Linked DNA regions of Rattus norvegicus: region 1 is linked to region 2. A link is a contact called in public Hi-C data. All regions are on one chromosome and are shown on one strand. Each heading gives the region's core, a stretch centred on a gene start, on an enhancer-like site or on the middle of the called end of the contact. The rest is flanking DNA. Distances are from core to core; before and after follow the strand shown.

Evidence for each region. A called contact is a pair of places that touch in the nucleus more often than the background predicts.
Region 1: a contact with region 2 is called in a Hi-C map of psoas muscle, with 1.7 times the contacts expected there. The contact joins the promoter of Tbc1d2b here to the enhancer-like site in region 2. A contact is called at or near these places in 2 of 12 Hi-C or Micro-C datasets (mammary epithelial cells and psoas muscle).

What each region holds. Positions count from the first base shown.
Region 1 is chr8:99,691,628-99,696,582 of GRCr8, reverse strand. Tbc1d2b (TBC1 domain family, member 2B) reads left to right here and starts at 1,946. Exons shown (of 13, transcript NM_001413794.1): 1 at 1,946-2,370. The coding sequence starts at 2,011.
Region 2 is chr8:99,656,028-99,660,971 of GRCr8, reverse strand. The region is part of intron 3 of Tbc1d2b (TBC1 domain family, member 2B); the gene reads left to right. Among named protein-coding and RNA genes, the nearest start is that of Tbc1d2b, 36 kb to the left of the region's middle. Within about 2 kb of position 2,386, at least 13 of the 93 cell types and tissues checked have an H3K27ac peak or open chromatin away from gene starts, as enhancers often do.

The DNA of each region.
Region 1 (4,955 bases), core at 697-3,196, 36 kb before region 2:
AGTAGGACCGATAGATTCCCCTCTCAGAATCTGCTTACCAGGGAAGAAGCAACACTAAGGGCCCCATCCAAATGCAGTCATAATAACAATGGCAGTAAATAAAGGACTACAGCAAAGGGAGGTTAAATAGCCTGACCTAAGATCCAACTGGGCAGTCTACTTTGGTGACCTTGTCTTTTTCCAGTGTGTGTGTGTGTGTGTGTGTGTGTGTGTGTGTGTGTGTGTGGCGGGCACCTGTGCATTTAAAATATGCAAGAGGGGTGCAAAGGGCTGGAGAGATAGATGGCTTTGCAGTTAGAAGCACTAGTCCCTCTTGAAATGGCTTTGGGTTTGGTTTTCAGCACCCACGTTAACACGCGACTATCTGTAACTCCCGATCTATGGGATCAGGCACTTCTTCTAGTGGTGTTTTTGATATGTCCTCACAAACATAACTAGAATGTCTATCTCTCTATGGGAAAGGTGAGCTTCATACTCATTGTGCCTTCAGCCTGGACTGCTGTCCCCCTCATCAGTCTCTAGTTACCTCCCCCCTCCCATCGTGTAGGGATCCATCTTCCTTGGCAAACTCCATCCTCATACTTTGTTCTGTTTGTTTTTTTAAAGCACTGAAAAACATCTTGTGAGGTTGTTGTTCTGGGGATTCCAATAAATTAATACAGGAAATACCGGGAAGCTGGGTGGGGCTAGCACATTCCTGTAATCCTAGCACTTTGGAGGTGGAGACAGGAAGATAGCCAAGGCTCATTACCAGCCGAGGCTACACAGAAATCGTCTCAATCCTACACTCCCAACACCCTCAGGTAATCACTGGTAAGTGATATCTTAGTTAGGGCTCTATTGCTGTGATACAGAACCATGACCAAAAGCATTTTAGGAAGAAAAGGTTTTGTTGTTGTTGGGATTTGTTTGTTTGTTTGTTTTTTCACTTCACAAATTATAGTACATCTCTGAGGGAAGTCAGGGCAGAAACTCGAGTCAGGAACCTGGAAGCAGGAACCATGGAGAACGAGCTCCTCACTGTTTGTCTTTCATGACTTTCCCTTCAGTTGCCCAAGCCTGTTTTCTTTCTTCATCCAGCACCAACTGCCCAGGGGTGGCACCGCCCACAGTGGGCCTGACCCTCCCACACCAATCATCAATCAAGAAAATGTCCAGTAGACTTGCCTACAGGCCAATCCTATGGAGGCATTTTTTTCCAATTAAAATTCCTTCTTTCCAAAGGACTGTAGCTTGGGTCAAGATGACAAAATACTATCAGTACAGTGGTAATATTTTAAGCAGCAAATCCTTCTTTGCCGGTAATAAGAGCATCTGTGCAGCAAACAACTGTTTTGTTTCTTTGCCTTTTAAAATGTGTGCATTATTGTTCCTCTTTATTCGAGTATATTCTCCATGAGGCCAGAAAGTCACTGCCAAGTATCCAGTGATTGAATCCTACACAGAACGCCTTCCATAAATATTTGTTTTCATTCAATGAACAAACCAGGATGCAGAGAGGCAGTAAATACTTTGGCTTCCATCCACAAACTCAACAAATATTTACCGAACACCCACCCGTTCTGTACCAGGCAACTGGCGCTCTCATTTTCGTAGTATCAGCCTATGACCGGCTGGACATAGATTTTTAAAATCAAAGCTTATTCGGAGTTCAGGGCAGTGTTAAGTAGACTTTCCATAGTTTTTGAGAAACCCTTTCGTGGAATCCACGCTCACATAAAGAAACAGAACGTAGCTTCCCGGGCTAGGGCGGAGCTTGAACGCCCCCCATACCCCCCATCCCACTCCACCCCCCCAAAAAAAATTAGTAGAGGCCAGTTGGAGCAAGCCTGGATCATTAAAAAATCCAGGCTTCCCACGCTGTGGGGGCGCGGCGGGGGCGGGACTACAAGTCCCAGGCTGCTCAGCGCGATACGGCCCTGCGGAGGGCGCGGCGCGGGGAGGTGGGCGCTGCGGCGGCGGCCCGGAGGCGCGGGGCGCGAACGCGGGCGCGGGCGCCGGCGGCGGGCCATGCCAGGGGCCGGGGCTGGCGCGGAGGAGAGCTGCAGTGGTGGAGAGGGAGTGGTGCCGGGAACAGGCTCGGAGGCTGGAGCGGTGGCGGGACGGGAGCCCTCGCGGCTGTGCGGCTACTTGCAGAAGCTCTCGGGTAAGGGCCCGCTGCGCGGCTACCGCAGCCGCTGGTTCGTGTTTGACTCGCGCCGCTGCTACCTCTACTACTTCAAGAGCCCGCAGGACGCTCTACCGCTCGGCCACCTAGACATCGCCGACGCCTGCTTCAGCTACCAGGGCCGCGATGAGGCTGCGGAGCCAGGAGCCGATCCGCCCACGCACTTCCAGGTGCACAGCGCCGGTGTGGTCACGGTGCTCAAGGTAGGGCGATCGCGCCCCGGTGCCCACTTGTATCCCGCCTGCAGATTTTCCCCCTCTACCTTCCTTCCTTGCCCCAAAGGCCTCCTCTTATCCTGCCCAAGCCTCTCTTCGCCACTGCCAACTCTGATTCCTTCCTCATTCTTATCTTTTGCCCTTTACCTGTGCTTGGACTATGAGGCTCAGGCAGGTTTGGGAGTTACTAGGCTAATCTTTGACACTTTGACCCATTGCCTCCCAGTGCACCTTTCCTTGGATCGCTCTCGCGTCCATGCTCACCATCTCTTAGATGCTCTGCGAGTCCCTCCCACAGTAGCAGGCTTCCACCCTCCATCCCTGACTTTTTAACTCCTTCTGTGACCTTGGATATGCCCTTTGACTGACCCCTCTGTGCTTCAGCTACCCGCACTGTGAAGTGGGAACAACAATAATATAAGGGTGTTGGGATTAAGTGGTTAACACTCTAAAGTGTTCAGTAAATGTGGCCCGTTTAGTGCTATACCCAGAGGCAAGTGATAGCAGGGCCCCTGGAAACAATTTACCACGGCTCCCCTCTAGAGAGGTCAGGGATGCTCCAGCAGTACCCATTCTGGCTGTTTTCTTGCTTCTTGGGAAAGATGGGAGGGGTTGCTTCAGCTTATGGGAGGCTTCCTTAGGTTTCCCCAGAGAGACTGAGTCTTAGAGACTTGGCAGTTGTCACCAGCCCTGAGACAGCATTTCCCGGTTGCTGGGAGTTCTAAAGGCCTGGACCTTGACATCTCCTAGGAATTATTGTGTTTGGAGCACCCAAGGGTCTGGGCCCTGGCCTAGAGCTGGGCTGCCTCTCACTCTAGGCCTTGCTCCCTGCTTGGTTCCCTGAGTCTCCACCCTCTCTTTTTCTGGCTTCTCTTCCGTATTGCAAGCTGGGCTTTCTCCAGGGCTGGGCTTGAAGTATCAGCCCTCTCAGAGCTAGCCAAGTAGAGAGCAGCGTGGCCTTGTGAGCATGCAACTGTTCCTGAGATCTGCACAATGTGCAGCAGCTGGGGCCATTCCCTCAAGCCATTTCTTGGAGCTTTGTCTTACTCAGCAGAGTCTGAATGGGGTCGGGGAGGGGGAGACGGGGAGACATGGTGGTTTGGGCCCCTCTCTCCGCCTGCTCTCTGAGCAGATGCATAAAATGTTTCTTTAAAGGAAGCTAAGCAGGCCTGCAGTTCAACTTGAGGTAACTCAGTGTCTGTGTAAACTTGGGACTGGCTCCCAGAGTGTCCACAGGGAGTTTTGTCAGAAGCAGATGCTTGTCCTCTGTGTACATGTGAACAGTGGTGAATTTCCGGTGGAATTGCTTGTTAAAAAAGAAAACTGAGCTTCCTGTTTCAGATTTTCTCAGATAACTTTAGAACTCTCTCCCTACCAGTTCTTTCATTTTTAAAACATCTAAACAATGGCAGTATCTGCCTAAGAGGAGTTACAGTGTTTAATGAGTGTGGCTTTGGACTTGGATGGATTTGAACTTGCAGCCTGAGTCATGGATCATGTGTATTGGACACATTTTATCACTTCTCTGTCTAGTTCCTGCTTTGGTCTAATGTGAACTTTACCTTCCTCCTTGAATGGCAGTGAGAATAGAAAACATTCTTGGATGGCTGCCAGGGCTCTAGAAAACATTATGGAAAATGGCTGGTACATTGTAAGCACTACCTGGCAGACATTTAAAACATCAGGCACTGTCTTTGGCCAAATATATTGTATAGTCTGTTGAATTAAATATGAATTGGGTACTACTACAACAGTCATTGCAGTCCTATAGCGGAATGGTATGGGTAGTAAACAGGAAACTGAACTGCATGTGTCAATCTGTATGCTTGTCACAAATGTAAAACTGAGCAAGAAATTAGTTTCAGGATGATACCGTTTAGGTGAGGACTAAGAAGTTTGTCTGGAGTGACATCCATACACCTGGATCTGTGCTGTGCCCTGCAGGCAGTTGGGAAGCTATGTCACAGTGACAAGCTCTGGTTTCAGGGTGGTAGATATCTCTGATAGGATAGGATTATGGAAGGGGATGGATACCCTTGGGCTTCTAACTCTGGTTCTGCAAGGCTTCTCACCTTAGGCCGGGTCATAGCTGTACCAGGGTTGGTTGTGCTTTTCAACGCATCCTTTTGTAGCTCTGGCCAGCCTTAAACTGGCAGCTTAAGTACCTCTGTCCCCTGAGAGCTCAGATTAAGGGTGTGTGCCACCACCACCGGTTTAGATTTAAACTTTTTTTTATTTTATATATATGAGTGTATGTATTTGTCCTGGTTCCTGCAGGGGCCAGAGAGGATACCTGAAACCTGGAGTTACTTGCAGTTGTGAGCTGTGGAGTGGGTGGGAACTGAACCTGGGTCCTTTGTAAAGGCAAGTGTTCTTTAGGTATTAGCCATCTCTCTGGCCCCTGATACTGTTTTGTTTTGCCTTTTTAAGAGGGGAAGGGAGACACGGTCACATGGTTACTGACTTACCTGATTTTCATTCAGAATTTCACAGGCTTCATGAATATTCATGCAGAACTTTTTTAAAAAACTTATTTTTATTTTATACCTACATTTATGGAAGTGTGTCATGTG
Region 2 (4,944 bases), core at 1,137-3,636:
TGCAGTGCTACAGACATTGCTGCTCTTGGCATTGCTCTGACTCTTTGAGGCCATAAATATAGTGAGTTTTCCCTTCATGTCAGGTGAACACACACACACACACACACACACACACACACACACACACACACACACACACACTCTGCCTCCCAGATGAATGGGAAGGCTGAACTTGCTAGAAACCTTTTTCTATTGCTGACTATTTCCTAGCCCTTCATTTCTGCTCTCCTCATGACCCCTCAAGCCTGGTAGCAACGTCACTTGTATGCGTGACTGAGATTCCCAAGAATCTACTGGTTTTGTCATCTAGGCCTATGCCTGGTGGTGACTCAATTCTTTCAGAGCCCCATTTCAAGGAAAAGGCAACCTCAGCCCTAACCAGTACCCAGATATCTGGTTCATTTGGGGAAGTCATTCATGTGTGTGGCTGGGTGGTACTTGTTTATATTTTCCTCATTTTAAGGCATAGCTCAGCCTGTGCCAAGACATTTGAGGCTTGTAGTCACGTTGGTGTTTTCAGAGCCAGATCTTCTAGAGGGGAACCACAGGGAAGGTGGTGGAAGAAGTTGGCCAGGCTGTATGTGTTGCTGTTGATGTCTAGTCTTTCCATCATGGTTGGAACCATGCACTTCCAAGGACCTGGTCACTATCAGGACTTCTTTAGCTTTAAAGAAATCATGGCTGGGGCTGGGGATTTAGCTCAGTGGTAGAGCGCTTACCTAGGAAGCGCAAGGCCCTGGGTTCGGTCCCCAGCTCCGAAAAAAAGAACCAAAAAAAAAAAAAAAAAAAAAAAAAAGAAATCATGGCTGTGGCTTGCAGACTGGAAGACCTTAACCATGGCTAGGATGGCATCTGACTCAGTATAGGAAACCGAGCCCCAAAGAGTGTCCATCTCTGCCCTTACCCAAGGCCATCAGGAATTCACTAATCCAAGTCTCACATTCTCTTTAGAGCTGGGAGCTATGGCAGGGAGAGCAGTCGTCCTCTTCTGTTGGTGCTGCTGGGTCTACTTGTTGCAGGAGCCAAGTTCTCCGTGTCCTGGATCAGCTCATTCTGCTCTCTTAGCCTTTCTGATGACAAGAAAGATAGCCTTTCTCATTGCCTCAGATAACCCAGCATGACCTCCCCAACTCAAGATTCGTCGTGTAATCCCAACAGCAGAGTTCCATTCCTGGGATTCAGATATGCACATCATGGGCAGTGGGCATTGTTTATCCCACCGCGGTGAGCTTTCCCTTAGCTAGCACGCTCACCTGGCTTGAGTGCTGCCACCCACTAGCTTCACTCAGTCTGTCCTTTTTCCTAGTCATGTGTTTCTACTTGATGGTGAAAGGCAGGCGTGCTTGTAAAGAGAGAAGCCTGCTCCTTCTCAAGGGCTTAAACAGAAAGAAAAAAAAAGAAGCCTTTTTAAGTCCCTATTCAAGAGGTAGCTTCTAGAAATGGAATTGTATATGTAAGCACCCCGGAATTCTCTTTGCCTGTTAAAGACCCTACATTACCCACTGTCTCGTGCCTTAGCGCTTGCCTGACTTTCCCCTGGATGTGCTTCTCTGTCCACCAAGTCATGAGGCCCACTTTCACCAGGACTGTGCTCTCAGCTGCAGTGAGAGGCTCGGCAGCAACGGGGTGTGGATGACAGCTTCATGATTCCTAGAGCTGAGACACTGTATAGCCTGGAGCGACCTAACTCGGTAGCTCTGTTGGGGCTGGTCCACAGAGTTCATCTGCATGGCTGGCCCTAGTTTATTCCATCTGTTCCCCAACTGTGGTATCTGCTCATCACTTCAGAGGAGGCATTGCTAGTCACTCTGTCTCGGGGAGGAAGGCATCAGTGAGAGGCTACACCTTGCTTTGTTTTTCTGACCTCGGTCTAAGGGAAGGGAGCTGAGTACTGCCTCTGGGATCGCCTGCTCCCCTGCTGCCTCCAGCCTTCTGTAAGTCCAAGCTCACATTAGCCCAGCCTCTCACCACTGAGGAGTTCAGGTGCTGGCCACAGTGTGGCTGTACAGGCAGCTTGAGAAGTTAAAGGCTCTGGAGAGACTTGATGGGACCTTTCTAAACACTTCCCTCAACTTCCAGTGTCCACTTGCTCATGCTTACAGTGAGTATTTGAGTATAAAAATACGGTTTGGGGGTTGGGGATTTAGCTCAGTGGTAGAGCGCTTGCCTAGCAAGCGCAAGGCCCTGGGTTCGGTCCCCAGCTCCGAAAAAAAGAAAAAAAAATACAGTTTGAGTTAATTTAAATTATATTTATTTATTTTGGAAAGTGTGGCACAGTGTGTTGCACAATGAAGAATTGGGTTCTGCCAAGAACACACTCACCCAGGGCTTGATTAAATATACTTCAACTGAAAGAGGGTTCACTTTGAAACCAATCTCATTTCTCCATTGCCCAAGCCTTGGCAGTTGACACAGCACCCTAGGCTGTCCCTCAGCTGTCCTTCAGCTGCAGGGGTTTGCAACAGCCTGGAAACAAGCCCTGCTGGGGAAGCAGATGACAGGGAAGTTAGTTATTGAAACTGCCTTTCTTCCCGCCTGGGCTGAGTTCGGGTCTTCTCTGGTTTCTCCTTTTTTTGTTGACTCTAAGAGCAGGAGCGGTAGGCAGAGCTCACTCCTTCCGAGCACGCTCCTCACTGGCAGTGTGTTCCACAACCGTTCCCAAGGAGGGAGGGCACAAGAGCACATTCTGGAGCCATGCCAAGTGGCAAGGAGATTCTAACGCCTGAAACATGTCATAGGAGAGCAGGACACAAGGAGTTCAGGCCTGGAAAATGTCCCTCGAACTGTTGGGGGCAGGTTCACAGGGGCTGGGAATGTGCAGGGGCAGATGAAGCACTTGTGAGACTTCCTTCTCTTCCAGAGCAACTATTTTGAAATCATATTCTCCACAGTTTTGAGATGTTGTGAAACCAGAATTCACTAAGACACTATAGCGTGCTCTTTTAGGTTTCCCCGGATGTTGACAGAGCCACTCCGCACAGAGCCAGGCAGCAGAAGAGATTAGGCTGTGAGTAACATGGAGCGCTTACTCTGTTTACCGCCGGTGGTTTCAGTACTTAGTAAGAAACCAGCTGCCAGGACTCAGACAAGTGTAATCACCGAGTTCTAGGAACTCAACGTTAAAGCTACATGTGTGTGTGCTTGCATGCGTGTGTGCACGCAAAGCAATGCCTTCACATAGTTTGCCAGCAGGATGAGAACCTATGTGTGCTATATAGTTTCTTTTTGTTCCCCTAAAACCTTCTATAACTTTAGTATAATTCATATACAAGGGAGTAAACCATGCTTTTAAAAACACAAGTATTGGGAGGTAGAAGCAGGCAGGTCTCTGAGTTTGAAGCCAGCCTGGCCTACAAAGGAGTTCCAGGATAACCAAAGCTATATAAAGCACAAATGTTAAGGAACTTGATGACTCAATGAATAAGCATGAGGCCCTGATTGTGGATCCCCAGTACCCATGTAAAAGCCAAGCATTAGGGTACCATCTGTAACCCCAGTCCTGGGGAGGAGCTCCTAAAAGCTTTCTGGCCAGCCAATCTAGCTAACACAGTGAGTGCCAGGCTCAGCAAGACCTTTTATCAAAAATAACGTGGAAAGGGCTAATGAGATTACTGCCGAGCAGACAGATGTGCCCACCACCAAGACTGATTACCGGAGACCTGGAAACCTGTCCTCTGGCTTCCTCCACGCATGCACCGTGGTGCACATCCCTCCTGCCCCCTCCTCCCAGTAAATAAGCAAAATGCTTATTTAATGAGTACGACTTATTTGTGTGTATGTATACTTGTGTAGTGCATGTATGCCTGGTGCCACAGAGAACAGGCATCATAACTCCTAGAACTGAAGTTACAGGCAGTTGGAAGCAGCCAGTGGAGTTTGTTGGGAATCACACCCAGGTCCTCTGCAAGAGCAGGTGCTCATAACCACTGAGCCATCTCTCTAGCCAAAAAAAAAAAAAAAAAAAAAAAAATTGAATTGAATTGAATTGAATTGAATTGAATTGAATTGAATTGGAGAAAGATACTTGATCCTGACACCTGGTCTTCACCGATGCATGCACAGGAAACCACAACTGCACATAATGTGCACACACACATAGCAATGAACACTAGAAAGAAATAAAGTACTGAGCTATAACTACTTCATACAACGGTGCCATCTGACTAGTTCAGACTAGAGACTCTCTAGTTTTCCTGCTCACCTTCAATCTGCCTCAGCAAACATCAGTGATGCATGGGTTTCTCTCCTGGTTTAGCAGCCATACTGAGGTGTGGCTTGCCTGTTAGACTCACTTATTTTAGGTGTACAGGCTGAGAAATGTTAGAAAATTACACCCCACATGTACTGCACATGTCAGAGCACATGCCTGTAATCCTAGCAGTTGGGAGGCAGAAGCACGCAAATCTCAGAAAGCTTGAAGCCAGCTTGGTCTGTCTGTCCATTCTGGGCCAGCAAGGGCTATATGCATAGTGAGACGGTTTCAGATGGTGGGACGGGAGGGAGAGAGGATACGTGTGTGTATTCCCTCATGGGCCCTCCCTTTATCCCTGACCTCGGGCATCCTCCAAGCTGCTTTCTTTAACTGTAGCGGTGTTTTGGTAAGAATTTAAAATAAATGAGCCCTTGTGGCCTGTGGCCAGTTATATTCATCATTTACTTGACATAACTCTTCAAGGTGACTGCTCCTTTTCACGTTCCCACCAACACTACCGGCCAGTTCCAGTTGCCCCACATCCTCCCAAACACTGGGGCTTGCTGTGGTTTATAATTTTAGCTGTTGGAGGTATGATGCATTTTTTAACTAATATGTGATAACTAGCGATACTTTTTAAAGTATTTTTATATTATTTTATGTCTGTTTTGCCTACATGTATGTATGTCAGTGTACCACATGCATGTCTAGTGCCTATGGAGGCCAGAAGTGGTTGGATGCCCTGGAACTAA